3 separate regions of the Mus musculus genome follow, and all the other regions are linked to region 1. Evidence: chromatin contacts called from public Hi-C and targeted proximity ligation data. All regions are on one chromosome and are shown on one strand. The core of a region is the stretch at or near the end of the contact, and the rest is flanking DNA. Distances in the headings are between cores, read along the strand shown.

Evidence for each region. A called contact is a pair of places that touch in the nucleus more often than the background predicts.
Region 2: a targeted proximity ligation map of bone marrow-derived macrophages shows a contact between it and region 1, with 2.8 times the contacts expected there. A contact is called at or near these places in 9 of 39 promoter capture datasets (the 3T3-L1 cell line, 3T3-L1-derived adipocytes, the C10 cell line and 3 more), 6 of 484 Hi-C or Micro-C datasets (the 3T3-L1 cell line, the HL-1 cell line, embryonic fibroblasts and 3 more), 5 of 130 datasets of targeted methods (the 230-238 cell line, CD8 T cells, bone marrow-derived macrophages and 2 more) and 1 of 9 other capture datasets (liver).
Region 3: a Hi-C map of muscle stem cells shows a contact between it and region 1, with 1.9 times the contacts expected there. A contact is called at or near these places in 3 of 484 Hi-C or Micro-C datasets (cerebral cortex, cortical neurons and muscle stem cells), 2 of 130 datasets of targeted methods (embryonic stem cells and kidney) and 2 of 9 other capture datasets (adipose tissue and pancreatic islet).

The regions. Positions count from the first base shown.
Region 1 is chr19:34,877,707-34,881,179 of GRCm38.p6, forward strand. It overlaps Pank1 (pantothenate kinase 1), which reads right to left and starts at 1,749. Exons shown (of 7, transcript NM_001114339.2): 1 at 818-1,749. The coding sequence starts at 1,370.
Region 2 is chr19:34,771,066-34,774,538 of GRCm38.p6, forward strand. No RefSeq gene overlaps it. Among named protein-coding and RNA genes, the nearest start is that of Gm22082, 23 kb to the right of the region's middle.
Region 3 is chr19:34,958,078-34,961,550 of GRCm38.p6, forward strand. It overlaps Kif20b (kinesin family member 20B), which reads left to right. Exons shown (of 32, transcript NM_001362434.1): 25 at 1,339-1,494. Among named protein-coding and RNA genes, the nearest start is that of Mir1950, 5.6 kb to the right of the region's middle.

The DNA of each region.
Region 1 (3,473 bases), core at 499-2,998:
GCTTCATTAAAGACACCCACAAAGAGGTAACCAGTTGAATGGAGTTAGGCTCAGATAAGGAAAAAAAACAACAACAACAAAACAAAACAAAACAAAACAACTCGTAATCTCTACCTACAAACTGACATCCCAGAATGTCAGGTGGGGAAGGTACCCTTTACAGTCTACCATTATATATACAAGTCTCAGGTTGTGAAACAACGCACTTTTTGGAGTTGTACAATTACAAACACTCAACTCGACCCACTCCAAGGGGAGGGGGGGAATCCACCTGCAATCCTCATTGGTCCACACCGTTCCGGCCCACATGGTGTCAGTGGGTGTTTCCCTCTACACCAGCCGTCTCACTGGCTGTGTGGAAACACTGTTTAATAGGCTGTGATTTGGGGGATTGTCAAACTCCACGCCTCCTTAAGCTTGCCAATGGGCCCTAGATACTGGCGGTTACTCTGCGATTCAAAGGGCAAACTGGTAGCCTGAGATGCACGCCCCAAAAGATGTGCTCGGAGAAGGGAGCAGTGAGCCCCGGGCTGTGCCAGCCCGCCCTCCTCCTAGTCCCAGACCCAAGATCAGTCGGGTTGTTTGCCCCACGGCCACCAATAACAGCGGGCAGTGCGTTCTCCCAGCCGCTACGGTGACCGAGGGAGCAGCTCCAGCTAGTGTCTGACCGACCCAGTAGGCGGATCGGACTAGACAGGCGCCACCGCGGGCCGCCACCTTGGACGCCCGACGCCTCTAGGGAGGACGCAGTCCAGAGCGGCACTCTGTCGCCCCCCTCGACCGCGGGCACCGGCGCTTCCCTGCCGGCAGGACTTACGCGGCCTGTTCTTCCTCCCGGAGTCCATCCTCCTCCGCAGCCGGCATTTCTTGGCCGGAGAATCATGCTGGGCGAACAGCGGCTGCGGCTGCAGCTCGGACGGGAGCTGGAAGCGTGGGGCCGGCGGGTCGCGGCTGCTGGCGGCCGACGGGTGGAAGCCGTTGTGCAGCAGCCCGTTCACGGCGGCCGCGGCGCCCTCGGGGGCCCCCGGGGACTGCAGGGCCGCGCGCTCGTGTTGCGCGCCGCGGTCGCCCATGCCCGGGACCGGCGGAGCGGTGCGCGGGCTCCGGCTCTGGCAGCCTCGCTGGAGGTCACGGTCGGCCGTTCCCCGATCTTCCGATCCACCCTGGGGCTTGCTCTCCCGCAGCCTCGGCGCCGCGGTCGGGAGCTGGTGGCCCCGGCGCTCCTCCCCTCCTCCCGTCGGCGTCCCCACGTCTTCGGCGAGCTGGGCCCCGCGCACCGGGCTTGCTGCTCTCGCCCGCAGCGTGTCGGCATCGCGCGCAGCTGCGGGAACCTCGGTGGACCCCGGCCGGGGAGCCCGCCTCCCCCTCATCCCAAGGCCGAGCCACTTCAAATGCGGCTTCCTCGCCTCCCAGACCTGTCCCCGCCACTGAGCATGCCCAGTCCTACCCGCCACCGCCACCGACGAGTTTCAACGTGCGGAATGAAGTTCTCGGGGTTTGCGAAGAGGAGATAGGCGGATGGGGCTTTGTGTGGCGGAGCGAGCCTAAAGGGTACTGGGTGAGGTAGGCACGAGACAGCCAGAAGCCTCGGGAGGAATGCCGGAGGAAGCCAGATATTTGCAGAGGTTTCAGGTTTGCTAATCCTATCCCCAGTGGGCTAGTACCTTCACAAGGTCACCCATGCTACATCCCCGCCCCACGAAAGTGTGTGAGCAGGCGCGCGTGCGTTAATGTGACCAAACTACTCCCAGGTCTGAAGGGAGGGAAGAGAACAATTATTTATAGAGAGGTAGGCAGCCTTGGAGAAGGAGGGGAGTGAAATTCCTTGGTTGGCACACTCACACAAACAGCATGTGTTCTCGAGTTGTCGTTTGCAGAGAGGAAACCTAGGAAGAGAGAGAAAGGACAGTGAAGGACAAAACTAGGCAGGAATAACCGGTGCTAGAAGAAACCAAGTAAACAGAACCGATCCCAAGCTATAAAAAGCGCATTCCTCACCCAGAAAAGACCGGCAGGGGACAATGCCCTGTTCTGTTATTTATGAAATAAAAAGTTGCCTTGGTTATGAGAAGGGGAACCAGCACCATGATAGCCCTCAGAGTTAGCCCCCAGTTCCCAGTTCCGATTCCCACTGACACTGAGCAAAAGACAAAGTCAGTACTTAACACACCTGTTATAGGCAGTGCCCAGCAAGCGGGACACATTTGGGTATTGGGGACTTCTTGAGGCCTTAGCTTTTGTGTCTGTCCAAAGGGGACTCTTGTGTGTCACAAAAGTACCTAATATAACCTTTGCACATAATAAATGCCCACAAGAGTCTAATGTAGACATTAAAGTCAGGCTGGGGATATAACAGTCAGACACTTCTTATCATGGGATTCTGTCCCTACGAAGGAATAGAGAGAACATAACGGCAGGCTATTGTTTCCAATGACTATGAATACAGCGGGCAGAGGCCAGGCCCCTCACTGAATTTGCACATCACCAAGCTCAAACTAAGCTCTTTGACCCTCTGAAAACATCTGTATTAAAGAGGTGAGAACCGAAGTCTCCAAAGGCCAGCTTCAACAACTTGAACTTCCCTCTACCTTAATCCTAGCAAAAGTGACCTGTGATTAGCCTACCCACCCCTTGAACTAAATCCTCCATGGGTCCAAAACTGGCATTAGCTGTGCCCGGGGTTTACATTTGGTTTGAGGATTTCTTCTGGCAGAGCCCTTCCCAAAATCAACAGGTTCAGAATCAATGAGGCCACTCTGTTTCATCCACCTGTCATTTCAAATCAGGAAACCAAGGCACAGAGACATAACTGAGACTAAGACCAAAACTAGAACTTAATCCCTGTTTCCCTGCTTCCTTGGGCTTATATGATTTGAGAAATTGCCTTAGGTAATCCAGCCTCAGCCCATCTGATTTTTGTCCAGTTCTGTACAACTTGCTCCTTCAGGCTTATAATCTCTCCCTATTCCTATAACCCTTTATACCTCCTTCTTCTGGCTACAAAATACACATAGCCTACCTAGTAACACAGCCCTGCATCCCAACTACTCGGGAGGCTAAACCTCCTGAGGAGGAAGACCTCAAATTGAAGTCCTGCCTTAACTACTTAGTTCAAGTCAGTTTTCGTTACGTAATGAAACCCTGTCTCAAAAAAAAAAAAAAAAAAATGCTGGAGAGATGCTGGAGATGTCTAGCATTTGGCTAGCATAAGGCTCTAGGTTCAGTCCCTAGTACTGTTAAAGTAAAATGCATGTGTTCCCTTATATCTTCATGATCATAGTAATGGGACATCAAAGATGAAGTGGAATAATATAAATGTGCAGTCACATTCCACTTGGTCCCTGTGTCTCCCCACTGCTCCGATAAGCAGTTAAGTGTGCCTTGCATACTCTGTTAAGGCTCACCAGCATTGTATTCTGAGGAAGCTCTGGATGCTCACTTGAAACTAAACAAGGGACTGTGATCTTAGGGCT
Region 2 (3,473 bases), core at 701-3,200, 110 kb before region 1:
TATGCAGGTAACCACAGCTGCAGTGAGTTCGTGAGGCCAACCTCCATGCCACGTTTGCCGTGTGCCCTTCTTCCTGCCTCTCTTCCATGATATCCCCCCTAGCCTTCAATGGGTGAGAGAGGTGTCCCATTTAGGGGACAGCACGCCACTATTCCCTGTTCTTGGCACTTCAGTTGAGTCTTTGCATTGATTGTTGGCTGATACAACAAGGAGCTGCTCTGGAGAAGATTGACAGTGACACTCATCTATGGATATGCGCATGAGTATTTAGAAGATAGCTTGGCAAAATGACAGTAGTAGCCCTCCCACTCCACTCCTATCAGGACCTGTGGCTTTTGACCATGTTTTTCATACCAGGCATGAATTCTCTCCAGTGAACTGGGCATCTAATCCAACATGAAAGAAGTTGGTTGTCTCCATAAGATGTAAACCACTATTGCAACAGTGGACACATCTTTGCCTGGCATGATGGTGGTATAGGAAGCAGTGTTCACAGCTTGAATGAGACTGTTGATGGCTGTTCTCTTCCAGCAAGCTGCCTAACACCTTCCAGCACTATGGGAACTATCCAATTGGAGAAACTTGTAGCTTTATTCCGGATAGATTTCTCCATGTCTTGTAACTTAAGTGTATGATGTCTTCAACAACAATAGGGCCTTACTACCAAGTTCTTGTTGGCAACCAAGAGCAATGACAGTGACCTCTATTTGGGGGCCTCCTGACTCACAGGGAGCTACCCTTCATTTGACTCTGTGGTTTCTGTTTATAACCTATGGCTTCTATATTTATAACAGGCAGGATGTCTCCATTCAGACTGTTTTTAAATTATGCTTTTAATAAACTTATAAAATAATGGGTTTCTATATGACTTTTTCACAATGTTTAAGGTTGGTTATCTGTCCTCCATACTCTCCTCCCTCCTTCTCTCCCTCCACAAAATGTTTGCACCCCTGAGATGTCCCTTTCCACATTCATGTCATCTACAAACTGCCCTCTCCAGTGATGGTCTGAGGAAGATGCTCAAAATGTCATTTTTGTTTCAGGTCATAAAATGTAGGGTACGTCTACATATCATATCATTTGTGATATGACTTAATTATGCTGAGTACACTAAGCTAATATACTAATATCAACACGAGTGTGAGTTATTAAATCCCTGGGGAGCAGGGCTTCCCACATCACAGTGTCTTTAGATGCTCATAAAATCCCAGAAAGAAGCTGTTGCCTATGTTCAGCCCTTTGTAGAGACTTAAGAAAGCCTAGTGAGGGATGGAAGAGATGGCACAGTGGTAAGAGCACTTACTGCTCTTACATGAGACCTTAGTTCAGTTCCCAGTACATTTATAGTTCATAACTGTCTGCAACCCAAGTTATAACGTGTCTCCTGGCACCTGTGGGCACCAGGCATGCACACAGTTCATATGGATAGGCAAATATCCATATACATAAAATAAGAATAATACATATTTTTAAGAAAAATAAAAGAAAGAGAGCCCAGTGAGGTTACATTGCCTAAAGTCCTTCTGTCGATGGACAGAGCCAGGTTCTCCAGGCCAAGTCTTATATAGATTTCACTATGGCATGCATTACAAAATACCTAATATACTGTTTATTCCAGGCTTGATAGAAGTTATTCATTGACAGGTTTCCAAAAAAAAATCATAATGCAATAATTCTTTCAATGTGAATGAGAGAAATATTTGAAGTATATCCCTCAAAAGTATTCGCTTTTATAGAAGACACTGTTGCCTTTAGCCCACATTTATAATAACTATATCCACAACGTGTGCTGTGTGCTAGCGTGTCAATGTACCCAGTGACTAATCTTTTAGGTAGGCCTCAATCAGTTTTGCAGTGAAAGCAGTTCTTGAGTCAACAAAACTTTACTTTTGTTTGTGGTGGTTTCACTAAATAGCCTGAGGGAAAACAGAGAATTCCTAGGAAAGTGATGCCATCTAGTGGTGCAACTAGGCAGAGGGCCACATCCCTGCAACATAAAATGCAACTATTCAGCCTTTTAAGGGAGTGAAATACTAGATTCTAGTGAGATATAAACTGTTGCCTTCTCGAAGCACCATAAAGCCACACCTTCGTGCCTTCCCTGTCGTGATGAACTGTATCCCTTAAATCATAAGTCAACATAAATGTCTCCTCCTTTGAAAAGTGAGAAAAAAATAACAGGGAGGTACAAAATACCAAGCAGTGCTTTAAATGTGCAAGAACCTTGAAAACACTGTACTAATGGGAAAAGCTAAATATAAAAGTTATATGGGACATGATTTCACTTAGGAGTGATGTCTGGAATGGGTAAATGCATGGAAACAGATGCGGGTTTGGCAGGGGCTGAGAGTGGAGACTCTCAGGAGTATGATTCTTTTTTCTGATGAAAATGTCCTAAAACTAGATCCTCTACAATGTCCTAGCTACTGTTCAATGTTGTATTCTAGGTGTTAGAAAAACATGAAGGTGTAAAAGCGAGTTTTTGTGCTTAAAAGTTAAGCTTCAGTGGCAAAGATAACAACAGTAGAAGACAGGATGGGATCCTGGCAGTGGGATACAAAGAATAACTTCTCTGGACAACTGGGGCAGGGAATTGGCACTTCTCAGTAGTATCCAGGCAAAGCGTTGTGCAGAAAAACTTCTGGAGAATGAATCATAAGGGAACCAACACTCTGCAGAACCTTAACTTGTTTCAGAAACCCCATATGTCCTTCAGTTCACTCCTTCCTGCCTGTTGGTGCAGTTGGGGAAGCATTGTAGAAGGCTCTCACCTCACTGCCATCATGTTTAAGCCAAGGTCTTAGAAACTGGAAGTCCCAAGGAGTTGGAAAGCTGCCAAAGCTCTTCTTTGGAGTTCTGAGCTTCAAGGGGATTGATGAATCTCATGAGCCATTTTAAGCAATGGTGAACCCTCAACAACTGTGTGGTAGTCAGAGATTCCAAACATCAAGTGATGCAGGGGCTTTGGGTTTGTTATGTACGCCATTGTGGAGGAAGTGGATGCATTTTTGAATTTAAGAGTCACACAAGGTCAGTGGAAGAATAGAGGAATCAAAGAGAGCTACACCAAGAGAAGATTCTCAAAGGCCAAATGTTGCCCTATGCCTGAAAAGATCTTAGTTAGAGGTATTAGAGAAGACACCCAAGAACATCACAGAATGGAGAAACTGAAGTGATTAAAATCATGACTGACAAAGTGGAAAAAAGAATGACTTTTTTTTTGTTCCCTTTGATGACCATAACTCCGTGGGTAAGATTGTCATTCAGAAACACCATACTGTGTTGGCCACAACTATGAATCATACAAAAGCGTCGTGGAAGCAAGAGTTGTCTAGTGTTTCATCCAGCCAAAGAATCCAGATGTTTCCAGAAACTTTGGTGGTGGTCCTGGAGATGGTTTGGGTGGTAATAGCTATTAGTGTTGAGGGAACCTCAGCGTTCATGATGGCTTTGGTGGCAGCCAGGTGGTTGTG
Region 3 (3,473 bases), core at 249-2,748, 80 kb after region 1:
TAAGTTCTAGGATGACTGAGTTGTAAGGCTTTTGAAGCTAGCACTTTTACCTACTAAGCTCACACCCTGACACTGTATATAGAATTTTTAAGTTACTGCTTTTCCTATCTTTGAATATATTTTCTACTCCACTTTTTACTTAGTAAATATAGCTCTGCAGAAGACAGCCACTGGGAGACTTTGATTGTTGTTAACTTTTTCCAAGTTTATCAAATTAGAGTAGTGTTATGTATCTGAACAGTGAAACATGAAAATATGCTATATAAAAGAAAGCTATTTTGTATTTTTGTGTATTCTTGTTCAGGTTTAATATGCTGTATGTAGAATACAGTAATTGGAAGAAACATACTTTTTTGATGGTATTTAATAATTCCTAGAGGCTAGCATGAAACTCAGTACGCATGCATACACACACACACACATATATTGAGGATTGCCTTGAACCTTGATCCTCCTGTCTTTGTCCTCCAAATGCTGAGATTATGAGCGTGTGGCCCCATACTTACTTCTGTATATGAGTTTTTTTGCATTTTGTTTTTTTCCTTTTGAAACAGGGTCTCTCTCTGGAGCTCTGGCATTCCTGGAACTCACAGAGATCCACCTGCCTTTGCCTCCAAAGTGTTGTGATTAAAGCAGTGTGCCCTAAATTACTAAAAATAACAGGAAAATTTACTTTTTCTTTGTAATGATTAATTATATACTTGAGAGTATATCCTTTTCATTGTAAAAATCCAAAAGCAGCTGATAGAAATTATCCATTTATTGTGACAAACAGTAGTACATCAGCCATGTTGAGATTGTTATTCGTTGCTGTATTAGCATTTTTCTGAGGTAATGTAATCTCCTGTGTTACAAAGCTTGTAATTCTGATAGGAGTGCTGTTTTGTTTTAGAGTTTTCTTTGTCTGAAGTTATATTACCATGAGAACAATCTTAGATCTATAGAATTCAGTTTGAAAATCACTTAATCTATATTCTCTAAGCATCTATTCTCAATGTTCCTTTTATAAGTTATATAAGTTATAAGTCATTTTGTGTTTTATTTTTGGAACTATGTGATGGCATTTGGGAATATTGTAGTCACTGTAACTCTTAAAGAAATATCAATTGTTTAATTTGTCTTAAGTTCGTTGGTAAAGGGACTTCATAGGAAACTACTGTTTATAAGCCCAGTTAATGTTTTTTTAAAAATCTGTAGTAAATTCATAATTGTCTTTATTTAACAAAAAAAAACTACTTGTTTTATAGTGTTTTAAAAGGTTAACTGGATGGGTTACATGCAGATATTATTAAAACTTAACTCTTTTGTCATGCGAAAATAACTTTTATCTTTACCAAGGAATCTGAAGAGAAATATAAAGCTGATAGAAAGAAGTGGTTAGAAGAAAAAGCTGTCCTTACCACTCAAGCGAAAGAAGCAGAAAATGTACGAAACAGGGAGATGAGAAAATATGCTGACGACAGGGAGCGCTGTTTAAAGCTGCAGAATGAAGTGGTTGGTGGCAATGACTCATCTCTTCCCCTTGCTTTGTTAAAATTATTTTTGTGAGCTAGCCCTCCCACATTTGCTCGTGACGTTCGTTCTTGTGTTTTCCTGCCTCTTCTCGCTTCGTTTAGCCACTTGGAAAATGCCTGATTGTGTTTCTCTGATTGTTAAAGATTCGGAACAGTTCCCATGTTTACTGGCTGCCTGTGCTTTCATCTTTAGTAAACTGTTCTCATGAGCCCAAATGGGGTTTGTTTGATTTTTAATTTTGTTTGAGTTCTTTATGTTTAGATAGTAATCATCTTGTGAGATGTGTAGCTAGCCAGGATTCTGTATGTTCTCATGTCGCTTGATTATTTCCTTTAGTGTATGCAGGCTCTTTACCTTTTTATAATACTGTTTATCAGTTCTTGAGATTATTTCATGCACTAATGGAGAAAGACTTTGCCTATGGTTATATTTTATAGTGTTTCAAAGCTTCAGGCCTTTTGATTCACTTTGAGTTTACTTTTGTGTAGCTTGAGAGAAAGTCTTAGCATTTTTATTCTGCACTTTGTTATACAGATTCCCTGGTGCTGAAGTGGCCGAGTTTGCCCATTTATTGTGTTTTAGTATCTTTGTCAAAAATACGGTGTTGGTAACTATGTGAGTTTAAGTCTGTGTCATCTTTGTCCTCTTTTTTTACTCCCTGTGGAAACACATGTGTGTTGCTATGCTGTTTGTACTTAAGCGGTACTAAGATGGTACTGTTTTAGGCATGGCTTTGTAGTATGACCTGAGATTTCTCCAGTTTGTTCCTTTTGCTGAGGATTGCTTTGGTCATCTGTCATCTTTTGTAAAGTTCTATGTGAATTTTAGGATTGACACCCCCACCCCCCGGTTTGTGAAGAGTGTCATTGGAATTTGAAGGAAGTTGTATTAAAACTGTAGATTATGTTTGGTGATGTGGCATCTTACAATATTAGTTCTGCTGACACTTAAATATGGAAGTCTTTTTGTGTTCTAGTGTCTTCAGTTTCTTTGTGTTTGAGCATTTTCATTGTAGAGGGCTTCATTGGTTAGGTTTAATTTTAGTTTTTATTTTTCTTTAAAGTCCTTGCAAATGGGATTGTTTTTCTGGTTTTCCTTTTCACTCTGTTTATCCTTGAGCTACTGACTTTGCTCATTTGTATACTGCTACTTGAACTTTGTTCAGGACGTAGGTCAGTCCTAAGACTTTTCTCTGTGGTCTTATGTACAGAATCGTATTGTTTGCTAGTAGGAATAGTTTGACTTCTTCCTTTTGTATTTTCATATTTCTATTTTCATATCTATTTCTCTTGGTTTATTGCACTGAGACATCTAGTCTTATTGAATAAGTGGAAAAAATGGGCACCATTGTTTTTATAATATTTTGCTCTGCATCCATGTTCACTATGGAGATTGTTCAATAATTTTTTTTCCATGTCCTTGTTTGGTTTTGGTATAAGTGTAATACTGGCTTTGTAAAATGAGAAAATTTAAAATTTATCCTGTTTCTGGTCTATGGATAATTTAAGGAGCATTGGTACACACGTGTGCTCTGCCTGCCTGCCTGCCTGTCTCTCTCTCTGGCTTTTTTTTCTAGATTTATGAGGGCTGGAGAGATGGCTTAGTGTTTAGAGCACATATTCCTCTTGCAGAGGATGTGAGTTCATGTCCCAGCATCCACATGACATCTCAGAACTTCCTCTCTCTCTAATTCTAGTTCCAGGGGATCAGATGCCTCTGACTTCCAGACTCCTCAGGTACTTGTACTCATGAGCACATACATAAATATAACAAAAAATGTATTTATTTTTGTTTCATATGTATATCTATTTTTTATTGGATATTACATTTACAATTCAAATGTTATCCTCCAGAGACCCCCCATCCCATCCTCCTTCCCCCTGCTTCTATGAGGGTGCTCACCCACCCACTCCTGCTTTCCCTCCCTGGCATTCCTCTACACTGGGGCATGGAGCCTT